Linked DNA regions of Muntiacus reevesi: region 2 is linked to region 1. The links are chromatin contacts, called in public Hi-C maps. All regions are on one chromosome and are shown on one strand. The core of a region is the stretch at or near the end of the contact, and the rest is flanking DNA. Distances in the headings are between cores, read along the strand shown.

The links. Hi-C and Micro-C count contacts between places; a contact is called where the count stands out from the background.
Region 2: a Hi-C map of blood shows a contact between it and region 1, with 4 times the contacts expected there. The contact joins the promoter of ADCK2 here to the promoter of MKRN1 in region 1. A contact is called at or near these places in 2 of 3 Hi-C or Micro-C datasets (blood and muscle).

The regions. Positions count from the first base shown.
Region 1 is chr6:98,412,096-98,417,700 of mMunRee1.1, reverse strand. MKRN1 (makorin ring finger protein 1) reads left to right here and starts at 3,330. Exons shown (of 7, transcript XM_065939205.1): 1 at 3,330-3,719. The coding sequence starts at 3,532.
Region 2 is chr6:98,559,696-98,564,941 of mMunRee1.1, reverse strand. ADCK2 (aarF domain containing kinase 2) reads right to left here and starts at 3,025. Exons shown (of 8, transcript XM_065939498.1): 1 at 1,729-3,025. The coding sequence starts at 2,661.

The sequences.
Region 1 (5,605 bases), core at 2,081-4,580:
AAAATTCCCAAGATTCAAGCTCTCCTCTGTCACTCACAGCCTGTGTGATCCTACACAGCATCTCTGCCTGTCTCTCCAACTTCATCTTCTCATATTTAAAGGGGCAACATCATCTGTGCTTGTCCATCTTCAAAAACCTACTGAGAAACAAAACAGACAAGGTGGGCGAAAGGCTTTTTTTTTTTTTTTTTTTTTTTTTTGGCGAAAGGCCTTTGAAAAGCTCCAAGTATCGTTCTGATGTAGGGCTGCCAGATAAAATACGGGATTCTGAGTTGTATTGGAAATTCAGACAAACAGCAAATGCTTTATGTATCTATCCCATGCAATATTTGGGATTTGAAACTCAATTTGTTATTTATATGAAGTTCAAATTTAACTGAGCATCCTATATTTTTTATTTGCTAAATCTGGCAACCCTTTTTGCTATCATATAACAGCATCAATGAAAACAACAGCAAATACTTACCTAGCAGTTACTACGTCCAGGGACTGTTCCTTGAGCCATATATGTGTGTGTGTGTGTGTGTATGTATATCTATCTATATATAAACTCACTAAATACTTATGAGGAAGGTGTACTACTAGACTTATTTCACCTGGCTTACTTAAGGCAGGAGTTTGCCCAGTGTCACCAGGCTACTATGTTCAGGCATAAAACTTGCTCATGATTCCTATATAACCTGTTTGGGTAGCACTGGCTCAGCAGAATCACTGATAAATGTTTTGTGTGTGAAGAAATGCATAAATTGCCCCTGTGCTAAAATGTTCTCCCAGAGAAAGAGATGACTCTTTGTTCATTATTCCTATTGGTATAGACGGTGAAACAAGACATAGTAACTTTTCTAACATCAGAGAATTCTCTCACCCAGAGCCCAAATATTTTATTGAGCAACTACTATATGGTCACACATAGTTCTAGAGACCTGTGCTATATCAGAACAAAATAGGCAAAGATCCCTGGCCTTACAAAGCTTATATTCTAGCTAGGAGAAACAGACAAAAAAAAAAAAAAAAGAAGAAGAAGAAGCAGCAAATTCTATAGTAATTAGAAGGTGAAAACTATGCAATAAGAAATAGAGCAAAAAAATAAATAAATAAAAAAAATAAAAAAAAATAAAAAAAAAATAAAAAAAAAAAAGAAATAGAGCAAAGACTTCCCTGGCAGTCCAGTAGTTAAGACTGCAATTGCACTGTAGGGGGCACGGGTTCGATTCTTGGTGGGGGAACTAAGATCCCACAGGCAGTGCAGTGTGCCCCCCAACCCCCCAAAAATGTTGTTACTTAACAGGTAAACCCTAACAGATAAAAACTACCAGGAACACACCTGTAGTCCAACAAAGAGGTTAACGCTGCAGAAGGGGAGGCCACATGGGGGAGGAAGGTGGGCATCTTGGAAAAGGGAGCAGGGAGGGGTTTCTCACAGGATTGAAGCTCTTTTTGGATAACAGCACAAGCAGATGGAAGACCAGCTCTGGGTTGGGTGCTGTCGTGAGGTGCAGCAGTTTAGCGAGTGGGTATCTTATAAATCTTTGGGAGCTCAGGTAACAGGGAAGAGCCAAGTCTGACTCCATGTTGAATATGATTCTTTGACTGAAACCTTGACTGTCATTGTTCTTGTTATTATAATCATACATTATGGCCTGCCTCAGGGAACCCTGCCCTCTGCCCAAAGTTAAACTAAAGTGGCTTTGTTCTGCTCACTGGGAGACAATCTGACCATGCTCACCTGTCAATGGCTGCAGGAAAAAAAGTAATTAACACAGCCCCTCCTATTTTACAAGATAAAGCTACTTCCTCACCTCCTGTCTCTCCCTGTTCTTTAAAAGAAACTGGCATCCTGGACCCCATAGGACGGTGTTCCAGGGACCTAGGACGCTACCACTTCGGTCCACAGGTGATACTTTCCTATTCCTGGCCTCTACACCTCATCTCTCAGTTTATTAGCCTGTCATCAGCAAGCAGATCGAGCTTGGACTCGGTAATGGAGGGAGAAATGAAGCGGGGCTGGGCAAGTCGTTAGTAAAAATGTTGCATTTTCTCAAAAGGGGATTGTCAGTCATTTTGCAGCCATGCTGTGGCCTTGAGGGAAACATTGTTTTCCCTTGGCTTTGCCACTGTCCTTGTTTGTGTCTGTTGGGTACATTGTGGTCTGATTATCAGTGGGATGGATTTTCACTTTCTCAAGGTTACGTAAAATCTCAAGATTACGTAAAAAAGCAAATTTAAGGGCTTATGAAAAACTGCTCAGGATTTAGTATGCAGCATCTGAGTGGACCGGGAGCATTACCGGGGAGGTAAGAGTAAATACTTCTTAATTTTCCTAGTTTTAGAAATAACTCTTTGAAGCTGGGATATTTCAGACAGCTTTTATTATTCAATATCTATTAAAACTGTAGTGCAAAGCACACCGTTTTACATGAACTTTAAGTTTCACAACCATTTTCAGAGATGTTGTGCTTCAGAGAGGTGTGGTTAGTGGCTCAGTTGTGTCTGATTCTTTGCGTCCCCTTGGACTGTGGCCTGCCAGATTCCTGTTCATTCGGATTCTCTCAGCAAGAATACTGGAGAGGTTTGCCTTGCCCTTCTTCAGGGGATCTTCCCAACCCAGGAATCTTCCCGACCCAGGGGCCGAAGCCAGGTCTCCCCCATTGCAGGCGGATTCTTTACCATCTGAGCCACCAGGGAAGACTCTCTGGGGGGTAGGTCCTGTTACTATTCTTAAATTATTTTTTATTTTACAGACGGAGAGGAGGAACACTAAGGTAAGTTAACTGACTCAAAACTACATCGTTAGGAATGAGAGATGGCCCGAGGTTAAGGGAGACAAGTCGACTGCACAGCCTTTGCTTAGCCACCTTGCTCTTCTCTTGGGTTGAGATCACACCTCTAACGGGAAGAACAGGAGAGAACATTTGTTAAAAGTGTTCAGTCTGAAAAAAAAAAAATGTTCAGTCTGGCCAGGCACTAAAAGCTCAGTGACTTGCCACATATATAAAGCCTACTCGGACAAGGAAACTGAGGCTAGAGATAATGGGTATCCTGTCCAAGTTCGTACAGTTAGGTTAACTGGTAGAACCAGCAAAGTCTGGATTCAAACCCAGGACCCCCCGACCCCAACCCCAGTTCCACCTCTCCACTGCACCAGCCTCTGCTGGGAAGGACTCATCCAGGTGAGTGCCCTTGAAATGAGGACTTTGGTTCCCTAGGCGAGGAACCTGGGGGCAGTAGGTGGGGCGGGGGGCTGGGCCCTCACCTGGGGGAGCCCGCCCTAGCCCCGCCCCTCCCGGGCGGAGCCGCCTCGTCCACCAATCAGAGGGCGCTGGGGGCGGGCCGGGGGAGCGCTCGGGCCCCGGCCCGCAGTTCGAGCGGCGAGAGCGCTCGTCGACGCGACGCCGGGGCCGAGGGGAGCGAGCCGGCGCCTCAGTGTCCTTCCCCTCCCCACCCGTCGCCTGGCCGCCTTCTCGCCGCGGCCGGACCGGAATTATGTGATCCCGGAAGTTCCGGCGCCATTGCTGTGTGGGATAAACAGTAATGGCGGAGGCTGCAGCTCCCGGAACAACAGCCACACCATCAGGAGCAGGAGCGGCAGCGGCGGCGGCGGCAGCGGCCTCCCCCACCCCTATCCCCGCAGTCACCTCGCTGTCCCCGGGGGCGGGGGGCGGGGGAGGCGGCAGCGACGGCGGCGGCGGCGGCGGCTGGACTAAGCAGGTCACCTGCAGGTGAGACGCAGCGCTGCCGGCGCCGGGCGCGGGGAGGGGACCGAGACCGCGGGGGAAGGGGGCGGGCTGCCGGGCTGCCGGGCCGCCGGGCGGGGGCGGGCGGAGGTGGGAAGCGAGCCGGCGTTGCGGTCCCCGCGGTCGCCGCGCTGCGTCAACCCCCGCCGGCCGCCGAGGCCCGGGCGCGCGGCCCCGCTGCGGAGCCGCCGCACCGCCCGCCGCCTCCCCGCACCGGGCCGAGCGGCGCGCGCGGGGCGAGAGGTGGGCTGACTCCTCCCTCCTTTTATTGTCGCCGACCCCCCCCACCCCAACCCCCGGCCTGCGAACTCGCCGGTTCCCAAAGGGGGTTTGGCGGTGTGGCCCGGAGCCCGCATCCCCGCAGCCCTGCCGGGCCGGGGATCGCCGCCGCGGGCCCGCGGGCGAGAAGTGGGGCCCGACCGCCGGCCCTGCCGCGGTGTCATCCGTTTGTAACGTCTTCCCGGGTCTCGGGCCCCGCCCGGAGCGGGGAGCTTTTGTGATTTCTCCTTTTGTGTGTTACCGAGCTGGGCGGTTCTGAGCTTTGTCTCCGAACCGAGTGCCGGCCCTGGGGGTCCTCTCCACCGCCTTAGGTGTTTACGAGCTGGCATTCCCGTTCCCCCCACCCTGGCTGGAAGATGTCTTATTTTCAAGTCCACGCGTCTTAAGGGAGTCGGGGAGCTCGTCGCTCCGCAGGGAGACGGATTTTGTTTGGGGTTTGGGATGTCAGATGAACGTATTTGAAAAAAATAAGTGATTAGTAGAGGACGGTTATGCGGACGGTGTGGCTGTGCGTCTAAGATAAGGGCATTTAATTGGATGTCGTACTTGAGTTTTTTTCTTAAGTGATCAGTAAGCGACTAGAAGCTTTTGTTTTTCTGTCGGTTGAAAAATCAGTTGAAACGCCGTTATTCACCTAGGGGGGTAGTTTATATGCAGATATCAATACTTCAAAATATTTTTTAATATACAGAACTCACTGTCCTGGTATTAGCAGGGGTGAAGCGTTCTCAGTGCTTAATATGATACATTTAAGATGACATGAATGGTAAGCTTAATTATTTTCAATAACGGGATAGAGAAAGCATAAAAGCTGTTTCAGGTAGTTTTTTTCAGTCATCTGTAGATCTGAAGTATCCCAAAGAATGAGAATTTTAAAATTCCTACTCATGGAACCAGGTCTTTGAGTCTTTTATTTCTGTTTTCTCTGCAATGCTGCAATTGCTTTATATGTGCTAGCTGAATCTTTTAAAATAGTGTAACCTTTATATTTCTGAATTTTCTAGTCTTTAACCCTGCAGTTCCAATTTGCATGCACTGAGAATAATCGTCCTTTAATATATGGATTCTTTAAGAACTCCATGCAGTGCCTTAATTTTATCAATACACACCGACTCTAATCTCAGTTATTGTTTGGCTTTGAATACCCATCACTAGCTTGACATTACTTTATATTACTTGTCTCATTATTATCCTGTTGTGTCTGTGTCTGAGCTCAACTCATGTCTGCAGAGAAAGCATTGTCCCTTCTGCACTTTACTTTCCTCTCTGTTAGAAACTTTTCCCTGATCTACTTCCCCTTTTCTAGTTCCTTACCAGTGTCATCAGAATTCAAAACAGCTCACTAGACTGATCAGTTCCTCTTTGCCTACCTTTAGATCTTTGAGTTTCTGAAATATTCTAGATCACTCCAGGACCAGCATGAGTTTCTTGCACATGAACCCTAATAGATTAATATATTTAAGAAATTTACATCATCGAGTAAGCTATTTCTAATAAGCATTTGTATCAGATACAGGGTTAGTTAGACACGCTATTGTTGTTTTTCATATAAAGCAACCTATAGCTTTTACTTGAAACATCAGTAAAAAGTA
Region 2 (5,246 bases), core at 1,776-4,275, 150 kb before region 1:
AAGAAGAACAGTGAGACAGGGGAGGGATCAGTCAGGCGGGCACATTTGCCTAGCCAGGGCTGGGTCCCAACATCAAAAGAGATCTAGGGGACTTCCCTGGCAATTCAGCAGTTAGGACTCCGTGCTTCCAATGCAGGGGGTGCAGGTTCTACCTCTGGTTGAGGAATGAAGATCACACATGCCTTGTGGTGCAGCCAACATCCCCCCGACCACCCCCCACAGAAACAGGACAATCAGCTGGCTAAGGGGAAGCAGTTCCAACACCCATTCCTTCGTGCCTTCCTGAGGGGACAGAAGGGCAGCTCCCCTGAGCGGCACTCAGCTTTGCTGGGAAGAATAGGTTGGCTTCCCTTCCAAATACACTGAGTTTAGATCAGCAGCTCCCAAACATCAGCAAGCATAAAAAACCAATGTGGGCTGCTTGGTAAAGTGTGGACCCCCAGCCTCCTCCAAGACCTACTGAATCAGACTGGCTGGGAGGCGGGGTGGAAATCTGCATTTTACTGAGTGTCCAGGTAACTGAGTCAGGTAGTCCTAAGCCTGCAAAATACTGCTCTAGAGTCACAGGGCTCCAGCGGTGAGATGGAAAGAGCTCTGGGTTTCAAAAACTCCAGTTCTGTAACTCATCCCCTGTATGAAACTGGACCGGCCACTCAACCTCTTCTCAGCTTCCTGTTCCATCATTTAAAACACGCAGATAAAAAAAAAAAAAAAAACACGCAGATAACAGCCTCTACCTCCACCACAAATCCTTTTCAGAATAAAGTGGAATGTAAATAAACATGTAAGAAAAACTAGTACAGGGACTTCTTGGCGGTCCAGTGGCTAAGACTCTGGGCTCCCAATGCAGGGGGCCCAGGTTCAACCCTTGGTGGGAGAAGGAGATCCCGCGTGCCACAGCTAAGAACCAGCACACCCAAGTAAATAAGCAAAAAAATTTTTTTAAACCTGTTTTAAAAAAAATGCCCACCTCAGGCACCTCTTACAGATTAAATTAAGGGGACACATTTCCTGGTATACAGCAGGCATCTACTACTTTAGTCTCCCACAGAGCAAAGGGAAACTTCAAGATACTTTGGACAGGTGTTTCCTAAACATGCCTGATGTTTCAATTCATTTGCAGCATTTATAAAAAAGCCAGATCGGACTCTCCCCTTGGAAATTAGGATTCAGCCTTGGAAATTAGGTGCCTCAGTGAGGCACCCTTGGGAGGGATTTTTCTGTGAGGGTGAGAGCACCAGGGTATTGGCTACAAGCATCCACTAGTTCTCCTGGGGGTGTTCGGATCAGGGATGGAAAGGTGTGGAGAGGAGAGATGATGGAGCCGGGCAGAGGTGACTGGAAATGAAGAGAAGGAAGCTGATGTAAAAATGAACACTGCCCTCTTGGACTCGCCATAGCACACCTAACCTAGTCTGTCTCCCATTTATCCCGACCCCAGAGCCAAGAGGTGAGTTGGATGGATGATGGGTCCTCCCCCCGCAGAGACAGCCAACTCCAGAGCCTCTTCATCTTCCTTTTTCAGGCCATTCGCATCACTCTCCTTCAAGCCAAGAAATCAAACAGCTTGCGTGTCACAGGTACCCAGAAAATGGTCAAGCTGAAAGAAATCAACGGAAGGCAAAGTGGGGTAATTTGCAAAGGGGTGTATCCTGACCTGGGTAGCTCCGTGGAGTTGGTGAGGTTTTAGAGATGGGAGGGTCTGGCTGCAAGCATCAGAACACTTACTTTCACGGCCACGGGGACGAGGTGATCTGGCTCCTGTTCACCGGTGGGCCCTGAAGCCTGAGACAAGGATGCATTGGATCCAACCAGGTCCGCTTTAGGGAAGAGCAGCCTTTCTACAAATGACTGGTCGGCAAGACTCTCTTGAGGCCTGCCCGCCTTCCCCAGGTGTCCAGGGAGCTTGTCCAGCCCCCCACCTGCCCCAGTTTCCAAGGAGAGCTGCAGTCTAGAGGCCGTGGCCAGTCTCTGGATGCTGTCCTTCTCCAGGAAGGCAGGATTGGCACGCGCTTTGTACACTTGGGCCACGCAGCCAGAACCCACTGGCTCCTGCTTCTCAAAGCAGAGGACCCTCCCCCAGTCCTCCCCAAAGGCCTGGCGCAGGAAGTGTTCGGTGTGAGTCCAAGGATGGGGCGAGACCTGGACGTGCAGCCTGGAGAACTGGGCGCAGAACGCCTCTGAGAAGAGATCCCGCCGGGTGCTGGCCCACTGGCCCAGCTTGATGTAGGTGGGGCCTGAGGTCTCGGTGGCTTTCAGAAGCAGGTGGAGCCAGAGACTGGAGACACTGGGAGCCAGGTAGGTGAGGGGATAGAGTAGGAGGAGGGGGAAGAATTTCACCAAGAGGGCCCCTGCTCTGAGCCAGATGCGCACGTGCAGGAGGAGCCAGCCCAGCCGCCCCTCCGGAGGGACTCTCTCCAGCGGCCCATTTTCAGCCAGGTCACTCCAACTGGTCTTCGGCCGACGTACGCCCTCCGGAGACCCCTCGCCACTGTCCTCATAGGTGGAGACGAGCTTGGGCAAAGTGCCAAGCAGAAGCCAACAGAGTCTAGCCTTGCGACAGCCCTCAGAGGGTCTCAGAAGGCCGAGTTCCTTTCTGAGCGCAAAACCTCTCAAGTGCGCCAAGCAGACCCTGAGAGAGAAGCGCCAGGGGGTCACCATCCTCTCCCAGAGGTCACGGCCTCGGCTGCCTGCCTCCACTTAAGGAGGGCCCATCTATGTTCCTTCTTTTCGCAAGGCGGACATGAGTCCGGGTCTCCGCTGAATATTCCGCTAAACAGCCGGGCAGCAGCGAGATGAAGGGGGCGCGCAGACCTGGCCGCCCGTGTGCAGTCCCCAGGACAGGGACGTGACCTGCGCGAGGTGGCCGCGCGGGCGGAGACCGAGCCCGGCGACCGCAGGGTCACCGCGCACGCCCGCCGGCGCCAGAGTGCACCCGCCGAGGGCCCGGACGCAGCGGGGCTGCGCGGAGGGGCGCGAGGGGGACCGATCGGAGGGCCGCGGCGCGGAGAGCCTGGTGGGGGTGAGGAAGAACCAGATAAGGCGAGGGGTGGAGAGCTGGGGCCGGGGGCGGGGGCAGCGCGAACGGCCGAGGACCGGGGCGCGAGCGCGCGGTGGGGAGGAGTCGGGTGGGGGCTCCAGAGAGCCGAGGTCCCAAGGGCACTGGAGGTCTGGGCGCCAGGGGCGGGGAAGGAGAGCGGAGGGTAGCGGAGCGGAGGACCGGGGATCGGGACTAGGGGGGTCGGGGGTCGGAGGACCAGGAATCGGGACTGGGGGGGCCGGAGAGCTGGGATTCCGACGCCCAGGCCGCGCGACGCGCGTCTTCCGGGACCGCCTGCCCGCCGGCTCGGGAACCGCCCCTTTAAAGCGAACGCGACCCAGACTCCGGCTGAGACCCACCCGGCCCTCGGGTCCTGGGGCCCCCCAAATAGAATTAACCCCAAACGCGCCCTCCACACCCAGTCGCTCCACTGTGCGTCCGTCTCTCCAATGACATGGTAGCTTTCCTTACAAAGAGCGTGGAAACGCGGGAACGTTGGGTAAATTGACAGCCGTTTCCTGAACACAGGTCTGGTTTTCAATTGAGCGGGAACGGGAGGGTTGGTGGGAGGAGTGGGGTGGGGGGTGTTGTCCTTGGACGGCGGGATTCCCAGGCTGCCCTGATTTGGAGAACGTGTTTGGACTCCGGGGCTGTGGCTCCGGAGTGCTCATTCATTCAACCAAGTATGTTTCTTAAACTCAATCTAATATTTATCGAGGCTCAATAATATCTACCGTGCAAGGTCCTGGGAACATGGAAACACACATCCTGACCTTGTAGGCTCATCACTTTTGAGGAAGATCCCACCGTGAAGAAAGGGAACAATGGGGACGATGCCGAGCTGCGCCCTGCGGGTCTCCTGGACACGAAGGTCTCTTTGTCCCCCGTTTCTTGTAGGCAAGACTCCAGCCTCCATGACCTTCTCTGAGTCCCAAAGGGCAGAACAGTTGCTAATCAAGGGAGGAGCAGCCAGGAAACCACCTGAGGCAAGATTAAAGGGCCATCAAGAATTAGGAGACCTAACCATTTCGAGCCGATGCACACCCTAACCTTGTCAGCAACCTCACCCTTTTGAAACTTTGCAGAAGAACGTTACCATCTTGATCCTTCTCAGGTACCCTTGCCAGACTATATAACCCCTCCTTGTTTACCAGGGAGGGGGGCACAGTTTTTGAGGCGCTAGCCTACTGTATTCCCCCTTTGACTGGCAAAGTAATAAAGCCACTCTTTCCTTCTCCTCCATAATTGTCTCCATATTTCTGTTTGGCACTGGTGCACAGAGCCAAAATTTGGGCAATGAGAACCCCCAGGATGGCAGCTACTTGGGAGAAGAGGGGAGGGTGGTACGGGTGGGAGGGTATTCAGCCACAGAAATAATTAAGCCCCCAAATAGGAAGGTGTTTGGTGTGAGGTTCAGGGGGAGTTTGTTTAACTGTCAAGAACCAGAAGAAGGCCAGATAGCTCTACCAAGCAAAGAGGAGCGGAGCAGAGCTTGGAAATCAGCCAGGACAGCCAGGGAAGGCCAGCGGTCTTCTGCTCTGCTCTTTGGGACTTGGAGGCTGCCTGCACTGGGGTACCACAGTCACCTCTACATTCATGACCCTTTATCTCCACGTGAGTGACAGCCTTCCAGAGAAGTCTGCCAGGGACTCACAAGTGGAAAGACCCTGGAGACGTGGCCCATGCCTTCTGCTGGAACTGTGACTGCCACTAACAGCCTAAGGAGTGCAGGAAAACTTGGGGACTCCTGCACTGCCAACTAATAATCCAACTCCCATTTCCCAAGATGTACAGACCCTTTTGAAGTTCCCAAGACAGAAGTCATACCTAACTCCGCTGGTTTCAAGTATGGCCAGCCATTAACTATACCCTCCAAGCTTCAGAGCACAAAATGAAACAAGACAAAGGCTAACAGAGTTTTGCCAAAAGAACCCACTGGTCATAGAAAACACCTTCTTCCAACAACACAAGAGATGACACTACACATGGACATCACCAGATGGTCAATACCGAAATCAGATTAATTATATTCTTTGCAGCCGAAGATGGAGAAGCTCTATACAGTCAGCAGAAACAAGACTGGGAGTTGACTGTGGCTCAGATCATGAACTCCTTATTGCAAAATTCAGACTTAAACTGAAGTAGGGAAAACCACTAGACCATTCAGGTATGATCTAAATCAAATCCCTTAGGATTATACACTTTG